2 separate regions of the Drosophila melanogaster genome follow, and region 2 is linked to region 1. A link is a contact called in public Hi-C data. All regions are on one chromosome and are shown on one strand. The core of a region is the stretch at or near the end of the contact, and the rest is flanking DNA. Distances in the headings are between cores, read along the strand shown. Region 1 holds the start of CG7724. Region 2 overlaps Rbp6 (RNA-binding protein 6).

Region 1 (2,700 bases), core at 129-2,628:
TGCGCTGGGTCCTCGAATGAATTGTGGGTGTATTTTTAATTCAATATTTCTACTCTTTCGCAGATATCTGTGTTTTCGGTGTACAAAGATTTCACAGTTGGCTCGCGTTCGCCCTCGGCACTTTCCTACTGAGACGGGAATGCGCCGGGAAATGGAAGCCGGGTATGGAAACCCTTGATCGATGGCACTGGTGGATCGGCGACAGAAACAATAACAACAATAATAGCTAATAAAGAACCGTACTTGTAATAGCGAAGTAAATAATGTTAGTTGAAATGTTGCTACTGGAAACGGCACACCCATAATACCCATGCATACTATACTATATACTATACTATACAATACAATACTTTAAAACACTATACTGCTATATACAGTAGTGTATAGAAAGTTATATACATACATACATGCATACAACTAGTTTAATGTACACAATCAACATTCATGTTAAATTACGACTACGCAGAACCTGAGTTCATCGCTTCACGTCACTCCAATTATGCATCAAAATGCATCTAAATAGCATTAGGCTGAGAATTGAGAACAGAGAACGTTTGTGAAAACCAATTGTGTTTGTATGTGTAACAAAATGAAATTGCTAGATAATTATAGTTTATTCGTACATGTAATTTAATGTAATGTAATACCATGGCCCTTATTTATGTTTGCTACGATGCAACAAAATCCACCAAGTCAGCAGTCAATCGGTACTTAAAGTCGGTACTTACAACGTTTATACCCCCTAACACAGCCCCCTATATACATACATACTTAGGTGCACACGGAAGGGGCATCTACATCGGCATTTACATGATATTGTTGTAATAAACCAAACCGAAATGTGAACAGAATTTTTAATTGTACTAAACTAAACACCGTTTTGTATTCGTATTCGTAATTGTATATCCGTAATTGTATTTCGCGTACTCGTTAATGGTTAATGGTTAAGAGCGCCCAATCCTAATCTAATCCAAAGTCATTTGTATCAACGGCCTTTACTTCTCGTTTACTTTATACATCTACCAGGGAGTTTATAAAGATATAGAAAGTTATTGAATGAGATGCAACGAAAACAATTACCACTGTACTTATTGAATATTGCAATTGCCTAAGCACCCCACTAAATGCATGGGAAGAGAAGACAACTATTTATGTAATCACTAAGCGTACTTACTGTCCACATTCATTTACTTGTTGTTGAATAAAAATTACCTTTTACCAAATGCCATGCATTTTGAAAAACGAACTTTCAATTGCGCGCGCCAAATGCTCGACGACTGCGATCGATAGCAGCGCGGACGATGACGATAACGATAAGTGATAGCCAAGTGGCTCGACAACGATCGTTTCGGTTTCGGCCACTTTTGTTTATGACCAACAAACAGTTTCCAGTCAGCAGGCAAGCCCAAAGGTTTGCTCACAAAAAAGTGCCAAATTTTCCTGGTAAGCATCGAACGATATAGATATTACGACTTTCGGGCTTCTAGATAGACAGGTGCCATTTATTGGTCGAGTGTTTACAAGTTTAAAATGGCCAGGCCAAAATGCCAAAAAAAAATCGTGTGTGTTGACGTGCATGTCGAAATAGACGCGGAAACCAGTTCGCGGTAATTGTTTTGATGCTGTGTTGTAATCTGTAAGACCGCCCAGCGAAAACATTAGCACATTGAGCCATGTTTCCCTTTGTTGAGATTGCTGCCGTATATTGTATCTTGTAAGTTGCTGTTGCTTTGGCCGATGGCCATGTTGCTGCTGCAAATGTGGCTGTTGCAGATGTTGCTGCTGTCACCATTAGTATCTTATTATTTTTAATGTCTTTTTGAGTCTGCTCAACGGCCTTAGTTACTGGACGGGGTCTAATAAATTCATTCAAAACAAAAGTTGACCGTGGCCAAGTAACACACTAAGGGGAAGTAGAAATCGAAAGCTATAGAGCGACAATGATTTATATACGAATTTTCATCAGATTTCCTCTACAACGGAAACTAGCTGCTCACTATATCTTCAATATATCCGTCTAAATGTGCGAACAGCATTCAAACTTTGCTTATATTATAAATTATAAAGTTAACAGTCATTTTTGGCACTTTAAAAGTGCGAATGCCATTAATACGAACAGAATTAAGGTCGCGTTGCATTAGAAGGTAACCGAAAATAATGATTTAATTAGTAAGTTTATTTATTTTTACTAAGCTCTAGGCCATTAAGAAATAATTGTTACTTAATTACAGCTTTGAAAGTTATTTTCAGATTTTATTTTAAATTAATAAAAAGTATTTGCTGTAATCAAGGAATATATGTAGCTCTATATACTATAAGATACAAACTAGTAAGTTGGTTACTCATATTTACATTTATGCAAATAAATAGTAGTTAAAACCCATTTTGATAAGGTGAAAGCCAGTTTATATTACACAGACTATAAAAAGCAAATAATTGAAGTAATCATGGGAATTTGGATTACACAAACTAACTATAACTATAAGTAAACATATAGGTAATATAAAAGTGGCCGCCTTTATTAGCGCCGCGGAGCGTCACGTAAGCCGAGCATTTGAAAAACCGCCGAGTCACTTGGAAACCTGCTCCGCTGACCCTCGAAGAAGGTCGCCGGCTGGTGATGAGCCAGTTTATGTGTGTGATGTCCAAGTGGCCGGGCTGGTCCAAGTGGGGCCGCCGACCATAAAAGCCACTCTCACG
Region 2 (2,700 bases), core at 133-2,632, 48 kb after region 1:
AACAAGAAAAGGCAACACGAGCGCGAGTAATTCATTAAACAATTTGGTTTGTATATTCGAATCAGTGTTTTTTTATATTCTTTTCAGATTTTCGTGGGCGGACTTTTTGGCCGAGAACGGGCTTAGCTGAAGTGAAGCTGCAACTGAGACCGGGGATTTAGTTGGGCAGTTTTTAAAGCCACACACTCGAAGGGTTCGTGGCTCGTCGTGTATATCCTTTTTATACACACCAATGCACTTATTGGTTTACTTGTTTACATGGCAAGCTGCTCGTTTTCACACTCTTTCTTATTTGCTTTAACATTTTCGCATGCATATGCAAGCAGCCAGGACGAAATCGAGGACGAGCACGAGGACGTGGCGGAGGACCTGGTCCTGGACCCAAGAGTGCAGCCGCTTGTTGTTGCTCGTTGTCCTGCGGTGGCATTCCGTGTATGTATGGCATCTGTGCATATGTGTATGTGCATGTGTGTGTGTGTGTGCGTGTGTGGGAGCCCGCTTTAAGTGCGCCTGTATGCGTGGCAGTTGTTTGCAATGTTTTTACATCGAATGTTGATTGTACAAAACCACTGAACAAGAAAAATTAATTATACAAAAACGTCACCGCCAAACAGCTACCGAAACTGTTGACCCAATGGCGCTGGCGGGGGCGACGGTAGGGGCAGGAATACACAAGCAAAAAAGTTGTAAACAGAGCCTTCAAAATATTTTAAACCTTCCCTTTGCCTTCTAGCTTATTGTCGAAGCTTAAAATCATTGCAATCAGATAAAAATGTATCTATTTAAATTTTGTATAATTTGTAAAAAGTGATAGAATTATATGGCTTATGAAGTTTTGAAAGTGATTGCATAACCGCAGTAAATTCGGAGACATTTTACTTTTATTATATTGTTTCACATCATGTTTGTTTAATTACATCTCACAACCATTGGTTTTTGGTGCAGCATCTATTTTTGTTCTTTTCCTTCTTTTTTTGCCATGTGTAGAGAAAACCTTTGTTTTGATGCAATTTTCGTTTTGCGGCTCCAGATAAAACGAATTTATGCCTAACCAGGAGACAGCCAGACATGCACACAGTTCCGTCCATAGCCCACACATATATTTCATTATATTTATTTATTATTTAACGTGTTTCGCATTAGGCAGGCGGCACAGGGCATTGTCCATTTGCTGGCCAGCAACCGCAGTGTTTGAAACGAGTGTAATAAATCAGACCCAACTGGCAGGCGGGCCAGAAGCAGAAGAAGAACAAGAGTTTAGAATTGCAGCTGCTACTGCTTTTGCCGCTTTAGAATCAATTTATGCAAACGCCTCGCAATCAAATAATCCCTACGAATCGGTCGAAACAGCTTTTAAGCAAATGCCAAATCCTGTAGCATACTTTTAAGCGCTCGCTTAATGTGAGGAGAAGCCTGGTGAGTGGGTGGCCTGTGGGTGGTTGTGGGAGGTTGTGGGAGGTTGTGGGTGGATTTGGCATTGGCAAGTCAAAGACGTCGAATGCCGCGGGCTCTGTACGTGTTCAAGTGTGAAGCTGGCAGTGCCACGCCCCCGCAAAACGCCCCCAAATCGACGCTTACACTTATATTATGTACGAGTATTTTTTTGTTGTTCTTGTATAGCTGCTTTTTTCGCTATTTTTGTTTTGCGCGGAAACTGCGTTTTTGCATTTTTTCTATGGCATTGCATTTAGATGTTGTACTTGCGTATTTTTTGTGTGTTGGTGGGCGAGTCTATGTGTGTGTGTGTGGAGCTTTTGTTGCGGTGCTGCAGTGCAATTTTCCCGACCCACACCCCCTCCCCTTTTGTGTGTGAATCAAGCAAGTTTTTATTTCAAGCAGCCAGCGGAAGTGTGGCCCTTGTTGTTGCTCAGCTAAGAAGTGGAAACTGCTGAAGAACGGGCCGGGGTGGGGGGATAACTGAAGGAAAATCCTGGGGAAAATGGGGTGGCAAACGGTAGCCGCATTCACAGTCGCAGTTGCAGCTGAAGTTGGCTTCTGTGCAACATTGTGGCACATGGCAAACTGATGACAACGACAATAACTGTAATGAAACCGAGATAAGCCCTGGCCAACCAGGGAATCCCAGGGAACTTGCGGTCCCGACCCAATGATGATGCTGCGGGGCTCCACTGTACCATACGCACCATACCGAAAACCGCTGGACCTCCGCTGACACAAGCAAATCGCATGCTCATTTGTTGTGCCATTGTTGGTCGGTCGACGGGGCAAATTGTTGGAAATAGAGTTTTATGCCGGACCAGAGGCGATTATCGCGGTCATGGATTACAGAGTGCAAGGAGCATTATAAATGGAGCTTAGGGTTAGCTTACGCAGCGGGCAAAATGGATTCTCATTTGAGAAAAGGAAAGAAAAGCTGGCGGTTGAGAGTTTGTTTGCCACTTTAAATTGCATATAACGTTTAGTTATATAAAGCGGAATTAAAGAATAAAATCTCGTATCAATTAATTATAACTCAATTTTGCTCAATCACTTGAAAAATCTTGTAAAAATCATTTAAAAGTGATAAAAAGAACATAAACATTCATTGACAGTTTTAAAGGACTACTTGCTTATTTATAAATTTTTTAAACACCATTAATGGCGTTTCAAAAAACCTTATCGTTTCAAATCCACAACGATAAGTATTCAAACTTGTGAGAGGCTAGACAATGATTGATAGACTTTCCCATGATCTCAAAA

Evidence for each region. Hi-C and Micro-C count contacts between places; a contact is called where the count stands out from the background.
Region 2: a contact with region 1 is called in a Hi-C map of the Kc167 cell line, with 2.1 times the contacts expected there. A contact is called at or near these places in 61 of 107 Hi-C or Micro-C datasets (the Kc167 cell line, the ML-DmBG3-c2 cell line, the OSC cell line and 22 more) and 1 of 7 datasets of targeted methods (the Kc167 cell line).

Annotation. Positions count from the first base shown.
Region 1 is chr3L:17,054,235-17,056,934 of dm6, forward strand. It overlaps CG7724, which reads left to right and starts at 1,379. Exons shown (of 4, transcript NM_140700.3): 1 at 1,379-1,443. It overlaps rogdi (rogdi,), which reads left to right. Exons shown (of 8, transcript NM_168717.2): 8 at 64-1,220. The coding sequence ends at 132.
Region 2 is chr3L:17,101,734-17,104,433 of dm6, forward strand. The region is part of intron 7 of Rbp6 (RNA-binding protein 6); the gene reads right to left. Among named protein-coding and RNA genes, the nearest start is that of CG7724, 47 kb to the left of the region's middle.